Linked DNA regions of Gossypium hirsutum: region 2 is linked to region 1. The links are chromatin contacts, called in public Hi-C maps. All regions are on one chromosome and are shown on one strand. The core of a region is the stretch at or near the end of the contact, and the rest is flanking DNA. Distances in the headings are between cores, read along the strand shown. Region 1 holds the start of LOC107962253 (guanylate-binding protein 1). Region 2 has its middle 120 kb from the start of LOC107962253.

Region 1 (4,713 bases), core at 892-3,391:
AAAATTTATGTTAAGACTTGCCTCATTTTTGGCAGCTATATCCTTCCCACTACCTTGAACTGGCCGCAAAGCAAGTTCTAGGTAGTCACGGGGAGTTATTTTCCTATTATCCTCCACCAAATCCAGATAAAAATCCTGCAAGAAGAATATTTTAAAATATAGAACTTAAGAAAGTAGATTTGACAACCATAAGAACATAACATCCATAATAAAGAACTAAACACAGGATAACCAACAATAAAACAGATTTTAAATGGGTCTGTTTGTAGTCAAATATTACCCTTAGAAGCCAAACAAAGATGGGGGAGAATTGCCCTAGTTCAGAAGCTGAGGTTGTTCTTCCTCCAGCTTTAACTCGAATATGTTTTGTCATCTGAGTGACAAGAGAAAGACGATCCAGTGCAGCTTCATCTATACCTCCCATCTAAATATCAGAAGTAGACAATCAAAACTTGGGGAAATGGTAAAAAGACCCTCGTTAACAAGCCAGTCCAAAGGAAAAAAATATCAATACTTTCTTTAATAAAATACAGACCTGGTTGTAGATGAACATACTAGATAAGAGGACAGCTAATGAAAAAATCTGTGTGCTGTATGTTCCCTGTCAAGTTTACAAGATACAAGCATAAGTCAAAACAATCAAACTACTTAATAACCAATCCATTGTCAAAAAGGTAAGCGAAAACAAACTGTTTGATCATAGGCATCTATTCCTTCAGAATCTAACAGCAAAAGATTGTACTCAGTTCCATCAAGAGCAGTTCTCTTTAATGGTGCACTCCACAACCAAAGCCCTTTTGTACACGGACGATGAGTTGGTGCTACTTGAAATCCACTACTCCTTCCAAGTAGCTATAGCAAATAAAAAATAAAAAATCAAAGGCTGATTCAAAAAAAAAAAAAACAGATGCCATACAAGGTTCAATTAGGGAAAATCATTTACAATTACATAATATTTAACCATGAAACCAAACATAGCTCAAATATCCACCCTCTCCAAAGATTGAGAACAAAAGGATACAAGCTAAACCATCTCAAATCTAGGTCTATCGAAAATGATAAACAGCTGGTCAGACTTGGATCATTCAACTAAGTTTTATAGTAGCATTTGCATTAAACTCCCATGCACAGAGTGAACATGTTCACATCGGACGCATAAATATAAGTATCTCTTCACTCATGCTCGCTTATAAATTGTAACTCAGAAACTATAATTACCTCTACCTAAGATCTTTCTAGAAAGCATAGTACTCAACCTCGTTGGTTGTATCTTTATAAGCTGAAATGCACTTGCAGAAACTTAAATTTGATGTTGATATCACGGGTATAATAAATGAAGGCTTCTAAAAACAGAAAATTTAAACCAAAATGCTACATTCCACACTTGATCCCTTTAAACCCCTAAATTTACGGCATCCCTACTACTAAAATCACAAACCTTAGAATTCGTTATTTCGCCTACGAAAACACCGAAAGAACATAAATTTCCTCCAATTTGTCTTCAAAACAAGTAAACAGAAAATACAAATAAAATTACCTGATTTAAAATAAAGCTCTTGCCTTGACGAGCCCGGCCACAGACCGAAACGACCCCAATTGGTTCCTTAACAAGCTGCAAAGCCGCGACCGCTTCCGGATCCATCCGGAACTTCCCTTTCTCGTCACAGTACAACAACCGAATCGGCCTTGCGGGACCAGTCACCGGGGCGGCCGACACAGACGCTGATGCAGACGCCGAATGACCGAATGACTGCGGCGACACATCGACGGTGGAGTCCTTTCCCATACCAAAAAATCTCATCATCTTTTCTTGAGATCCTGCGTTGTTCACTTAATTTTTCTCTCTAATTTCTCTTCGCTTTTGATTCTAATTTAGAAAGTTTATTGGGGACTATGTTCTTGCAACGTTATATTGGGTTTTCCACCCCACAGAGAAAGGTTTCAAATTGGGGAGGGAAATGAAGCGATACACGCTTATGGGCTTTTATTATTTTATATTGATGGTGATGAATACGAAATTACGCTGATGTACTTGATTTCTTTGTTTAATGCGCGTGTAGCGTAAGGGTGTTTTAGTCTTTCCATTTGCTTAGTCTCATACGCTGAACGACAGCTTGTTAATAAAGGAGTTTTCGGATTTTCTTTTTATTCAAGAGTTTATTCTTTTAGGTTTTTTTTTTTTTTTGGTGGCCAAGAGTTTATTCTTTTAGTTTATTTCTTACTTCCTTCTTGACTTTAGTCTTTATTAATGAATATAAAACTAAGATATTTTTTAACCCCAAAGAAAACTAAGTTATGTATAAAAAGGATAAACTGTCAAAATAATCACTTTTATTTGTATTAGGTTGTATTTTAATTATTTATATTTAAAATGTTACATTTTAGTCACTTATATTTTCATTTTGTTACGAAATGGTCATTCTGTCGTTAAGATCTATTACCTTCTAAACGATAGTCCAATGTGGTAATTAAAATGGGTTTTAAATACCATCGTAGATGTCCAACCAAATAATTAATTATTTTTTAATTAAATAAACTTAATTGATTGAATTTTCTAAATTAATTAAAAGAAAATATTAATTTGGTTTCCCGAAATAATCAAGACCAATACATTAGATTCATCCTTGAACCGGAAAAAAAATAACACTTAGTCTGTTTTGGTTTTTGCTTCCATTTCAACTAAAAAAAATCATTCATTTTCATAATTATCTTTATTGAACCAAAATAGTAGAAAGTAAATTAACAAAAAAAAAGTCAAATGTTGCTTCTTTTTAGACTGGAGCAAATTGGGTTTTAGGGCAAAATTTTATATTCTAGTCTTAGTAAAAAAAATTAATTTTTCTCATCCACGTTAGCATTTAAAACCCATTTTAATTATCATGTCAGATTGCCATTTGGGAGGTGACAAATATTAATGGCAGAGTGACCATTTCGTAACAAAATGATAATGTAAGTGGCTAAAACGTAACATTTCAAATATAAGTGACTAAAATATAACCCAAGGCAAATAAAAGTGACTATTTTAATCATTTATCCTTAACAAAAAGTAAATAAATAAAAATATATCAAAATATCAAAATTAATATAATGCAACTTGTTAAATTATTAAATACATACAATATCAACTTTAAATATAATTATAACATAAGGTAATACAAATGTAAATAAATACCTATAATAACAAGACGAGGGAATTTGGTCTTAATGGTCCCAATTATAAAATAACCTTTGTAATATGACAATTTCCAGCGAAATCAATTGAGGCCATAACATTATAAAAGTTGGTTAAATAGTCTTAAATCATGCATTTGATGCCTTTAGTCTTTTGCCTCAATTTTGCTTAAACAATGATACGATTTCATTTAATAGAGAAAAGGATTACAAAATCGAGAAACAAAATCCCATACAAACAGAGGCCACCATGGCCTAGTCCAGTATAGAAACAAAGCCCTCAAAGAAATGTAATACTATTACATCACGTTTGATTAGGGTGAATAGAATAAGGTTGTAATAGAATAAAATTGTAATCAATAATTTAATTATTTAGCTCAATGGAATTGAATAACAATTGAATAGAGTTGTAATAGTATTCTTGGATTTGGTTGGATGGAATAACTGTTGTAATAGTATAAGAAAAAATACTTAAATGACTAGAATACCCTTAGCATAATTTTTGTTAGGTAGATGATTATTGTTATTGTTATTAAATTTTAATAAGATTATTATTAAATATAATTTAATAAAAATATAAATTAAATAATTTAATCATATTTTAACATAATTATTATTAAATACAATTTAATAAAATAATATATAATTTAATAACATTATTAATATAATTATTATTAAAATATGAATTAACAAAAATCATAATAAATAATTTAATCATATTTTAACATAATTATTAAATACAATTTAATAGAATAATATATAATTTAATTACATTCTTAATATTTTAGACAAATGACTATATTTTTTCAAATTTGGGTCATTCTATTTCTTGTCGTTGTTCACTTGTCCATTGAATCAAATGTAAGGATAATGTTAGAAAATGTCACAAAGAAAAGCAAAAGTGTAAAAGGATAAAATTACAATATGTAAGCGTTGAAAGTTAAATTTTTTATAATCAAAGATTAAATTGGCATTACTATAAATGTTAAGGATTAAAGTTGTTATTATACCAATTTTAAAAGCTACCGCATCAATTTTCCATTAGTTACTTAATGGCTAGTGACTGTAAGTAAAATAATTAAATAATTAAGTGACCATTTTATAACTTTTTAAATTGAGAGACCAAAAAAAAACTTTCTAATAGATATATGATTACCAATGAAATTTACTCAATATTCCATTACTTTATATATTCAAATTTGACAAGGACCAATTCTTAAACCACTTTACTCCAATATACTTAGATTACATTTTTATTACAATACAAGTTCAAACTTAAACACCCACAAATGGTAGAAACATGAATTTGTTGATCACACTCCATGACCGACGTTAAGATTGGTACAAATTCATTAGGGGAATGATAATCGGCACAACATCTGTAAGAAATGTTGAGTTGTTTCTTGGCTCACATTAAGGCTTACTTGCACTATTGATGGAATTGTTTTCAAAACCGAATTTTTACTACCTATTTCTCCCACCACAGCTCTGTAAATCAATTAAAAAGGAAACTAATTATATATATGAAGAATATAAATATAT
Region 2 (4,713 bases), core at 748-3,247, 120 kb after region 1:
TTTTTATTATATATGAGCTCAATATTGTATTTATTAATTTTTATTAATTTATTATTTATTTATTTCAAATTTGGATAATTTTTAAGTATTTTAAGTTATTTAGGAGTTTTATGTTAAACTTCTTATTTTGATTAATTAAAGTTTCAGTATACTTAAGAGTTTTATTTGAATTTACTTAGCTAACCTATATAAAGGTTTTTTCATTGTAAACAATGAATTTATTCATTATTCACTTTGAGTTGATAAAATTCTCTTTGAATTTTTTTTTTAAGAATTTCTTTTGAGTTTTCTTTTAAAATAGTTTTAATAATCTTTTTAGATTGCGAGCAGATATGAGCAAAACTCAATTCGATTCGAAAAATTGAAAAAAAAAATGAATTTTGAGTTATTCGAATTATTCGAGTGAACTCGAATAACTCAATTCCAGTTTCGAGTTCAAAATGACTTGAATTTCATCATTCAAATAACTCAAATAATTCGAATAACAGATTGGTATAATTACTATCTTGGTCCTTGTCAACTTTGAAAATAAGCAAATTGATCTTTATTAACAAAAATTACAAAATAATTAAAATAATTTTTAAAATTCAAAATATTTATAAAAATTTCAAATTTTATATTGTTAAAAAATTCTAAAAATATAAAAAAGTAAAAATTTTAAAAATTTTCTAAAATAATAATTTTGGGACCTAATTAATGATTCAAATGTATCATGCTCAAGTATCTTCTTTTTTTTTTTTTTTGCTTTGAAATTTTTTTCAAATATATATGGTTTTAAGTTTGTGTGCTCTAACATGGAATTAGTCATACTGTAACAATATTTTTATTTGACATATTTAAACTTTTAAATTTAACTCGAACAATTTCACTCGATTTGACTCGAATTAGTTTCACTCGATTCGAAAATTTTTTGAATTGAGTTAGAATGATAAAATAGGACTTGTGAACTCGATTAACTTGAATTTTTTTTACTCGATTCGATTGAACGCTCACCCCTAATTGTGAGGATCATCTTCAAGTTTTTTCTTGCCAAATTTTCTGTTTTGGAGGAAAAATTAGAGCCGTTTAAAGAGCATTGTGAATTCATCAGGTTTCCAATACTACTTAAAACTTCTACCCATCATCTTAATTATTCTATGTTCTGTATTTTCATTTTTATTCTATTTTTTCCCTGTTTAATTATTCAAATCTTTAATTTATTTATTTATTTATCTTAATTATCTATTCCTTTAATATTTTTAGATCTAACTTGAATTTGTATATGTTTCAAGTTGAATCAAACTCTGAGTTTTTCATTCGTCTAGGACCCTGGACCAAATCTATGACTTAGACAAACTTATGATCCTCTTCCGCACACGCCCATCTATATGAACATTTATCGAGAAAAATCATTCTACAAGCTTGGTAGACTGTTGTTCATTCGCATCAATTTTTTTTTAATTAGAATTAGTTGAAAATAACTTTTTTTATTTACCAGGTAACTATTTACAACACATATTTAGCTGGAAGTAACTGTTTTCGATAGAATTTTTAGCTGAACAGCTCGAATCTTTTCAGTTTTAAGCCTCTGGTTTGGGCAACTTAGGCTTTGTTTTGTGCAAAGGGTTTAGCCACCTTTGTGCCCTCTAGTATTCGAGAGATTGGTGTGAGCTAATATATAACCACTCTATTTTTGTGGTCTGGGGAGCTCCCAATTCACTCTATTGCAAACAATGGGTATCAATGCATTAGCTAGAGTCGTGAAGGGCTTTAATTTCCGGAGTTTTGTTTTAGGGTCACTTTTGAATTCTTTTCCGGGATTTACAAAGTTGGTTCCCATTCCATATGGCTAGTCCGTGGTCATGCGTGCATACCTAATCCTTTTCATGTGTTAACTCTTGAGTTTCAATTGTTTATTTTGTTGTTAAAGGTTTTTAAAGCCTTATGCTATGTGGGCTTCAGGCATTTGTTGTTATGTTATTTTACATCAACGGAAATTTATTTCGCACGGAAAATTTGGGACAGTCAACTCTTCGTGGACCTTATCTAGTATGTAGGTGGATTGGGTGCCGTCAGATTTTGACGGTAAGTTACCGACTTATTCTGGCATTTAAACTCGAAGTCAACATTTCTGATTTGTCTTCAAATAATATGTTACTAACGTGCGTGCACTAAATTTTTGTACGGTGATGTCCAGGTAGATGATGATGCCCCCATGGAAGAGAGTTAAAGGCATGGGCCTACGCCTTGATCAAGGTATCAGGACTCGGTTTTGCTGGCTGTTTGGCCCAATACATTGTTTCCTCACCAGCTTATTACAGGGTTGTGCTTCAAGAAACATGACAATCTCCAGGTCTGCAGTGGGGGTTGGTCAGACTCAACCGTGGAAATATACAATAGAACAGCTTAGGTTTTAGAATAGAAAACCATCAGAAAGCTTAATACTTGCAGTTTAAGATAAACTCCAAGTGGTTTAATAAAATATTTACAAAAATTTTCAATTTTAGGTCATAACGCTAGATTCATAGAATCAAAATAAACAATCACTTCACCAACTGTAGGCATCTTCTTGCAGCAGCATATTCATCAGTATAGAAGTCGAGACTCAAAACATAGTCTCGATTTTAATAACACCACCACCTTGAAAGTCCGCCAACAGCTTGAAAGCTTACCACAAAAATGAAACATTTTTCCAACCAACCACTCTTCAAGTTGTATGAAACCTCTTTATCCACAGCAAAGGCACCGTGGAATCTAATGCTTCCAGGTTTTCAACTTGATTGTAAAACGCTCTATTTCCCTGTCTATGGAACTCATTTGTGGATCTGCCTTTCACGACTAGTCTACAATGCAATATCTAAAACCATATCTCTGACAGCATAGAGATTGCTTACTTCAGTATAATTGCTTCCAACTGTGTCCGTCACCGACGAAGGCTTTGGGTGAAACTCTTCCCTAACACAAGGTAAAATCGCTCCAGGCGCCAATGATGAGGTTGCTTGTACCACGTCTTCTTCCTTGCTAGCATCATGTCTTCCCTCAGTCAAGGAGAAACCGAAAAGTCTGCAGCTACTTTTACAGGAGGAATCTAATTCTTGACTAGTCCTGAATACTGGTTGAGCTGCTAGAGGTGGAGCAAAACCAAGTTGAACAGAACCAATAGAATGACCGAATAAATCTGTGCTTCCAAGATCCCTCGCACGGGAATCATGTTCACTGGATGAAGATGGAAATAGCTTTCCCTTGTATATTTCAGGTGCATGAAAAGAACTTTGTTTGTTAACTCCCTGTTCCCTTTTTTGGTTATTAGAATTATAAATAGGACTGAAATTCAGAATTGGATTGCTCACTTGTAGGAACGTTAACACTGAAGATGGTGAGGACGTTTGTGTAGATGGTGCAGATGGTCGTGTACGACTATGAGTATTATACCTCTGCATCAAGGAAGACCATCCACTTCTAGTTCCCGACAGCTGACCAACATCAGCAAGACCAAAAGCGTCATTTTCTTGAGTTTCATCTGCAGTTGAACCATTTCTATATGGAGGGGACACAAAAATTTCTTGACCTTGCAAGACCTTATGGAATCGGAAAGATTCCCCAAAGCCTACACTTTTACGGGAAATATCAGGACTCACCAGTGAGTCTCTACCAATATTTCCTATTGCAGAAAAATCAGAACCAATAGAACCAGGAATGCAACCCTTATTTCAGACCAATGCATATTCGGACTATCAGAACCATCATAAAGAGAGTTAAAACCCAGATTTTCTTGAACTTGCAATACCTGGGACCACAAAGACTCCCCAAAGTCTGATGCTCTAATTCCATCTGTTAAAAGAACGGACTATGTCAAATACTATCGTTTGACACAAAAGAGAGTATTAGTTATGCAGAAAAACCTACCAGGAACCATAAATTCAGAATTTCCTGAAGGAAATCCAACTCGGTTCCTTTTTGAACCAGGAGAGATCAAGCTGTTAGAACCGGAAACTGAACCAGATGGCTCAATTTCCCAGGGAGAAACCCTACTATGCCTGTTGGCATCAATATCATCCCACCTTACCTACAAAAAATGAGCCAGAACTTTTAAATTGTCCCTAGCCAGAAAGAAATATTAGATTGACTCTAGTAAATTTCTGATAAAAATCATAAACTAATGAGACTTTCAACATATTTTCTAACAGGGATGACAAAGCATCAAGACCATGTCTAAGCAATCCAAAACAATCATGCTAAGATCCACAAGTTGACAAACTCAACATCATATTTCAGTTTCAGAAGTACAAGGACCTTCCATATGTACTTCCCTAGGTACATAGTGTTTTAGTAGTTATAACGATTACTTCCTAGAAACAGCAAGGCAGGAACTATTATACAACAAAAGATTTACCAACTTAACTTCCAAGGATGGATAGAGACGAGGGTTAAAAAAGTAACAGGAATGATTAAGAGTTATGCATAATTACTGTGGCAAAGGGTTAACAGATAAACCCTTTTTTCTACTAATAACCTGACAGTTAGGTGTCAACAGGAACATTATTCTGACAATAGTATACGCTTACGACCAAAAGACACTCAAATTAGAAACTTGTACGATACTATATCATATATAAGCAAGTGCTGCTATACCATCAGGCATCTCCATTTTGAACCAGGCCATTGAACAGGATTTATATCACTAATTCCAGTTATTACTCCTGAGTGTCTGCAAGAAAAATCAATTAAGGCCTT

The links. A called contact is a pair of places that touch in the nucleus more often than the background predicts.
Region 2: a Hi-C map of leaf shows a contact between it and region 1, with 2.5 times the contacts expected there. The contact joins the enhancer-like site here to the promoter of LOC107962253 in region 1. A contact is called at or near these places in 10 of 34 Hi-C or Micro-C datasets (callus, leaf and petal).

The regions. Positions count from the first base shown.
Region 1 is chrA06:105,780,057-105,784,769 of Gossypium_hirsutum_v2.1, forward strand. LOC107962253 (guanylate-binding protein 1) reads right to left here and starts at 2,142. Exons shown (of 14, transcript XM_016898571.2): 1 at 1,538-2,142; 2 at 691-852; 3 at 536-601; 4 at 281-424; 5 at 22-135. The coding sequence starts at 1,804.
Region 2 is chrA06:105,902,959-105,907,671 of Gossypium_hirsutum_v2.1, forward strand. It overlaps the pseudogene LOC107962252. Among protein-coding and RNA genes, the nearest start is that of LOC107962253, 120 kb to the left of the region's middle. Within about 2 kb of position 1,998, at least 7 of the 9 cell types and tissues checked have an H3K27ac peak or open chromatin away from gene starts, as enhancers often do. A contact at or near this core is called in leaf, where this site is marked.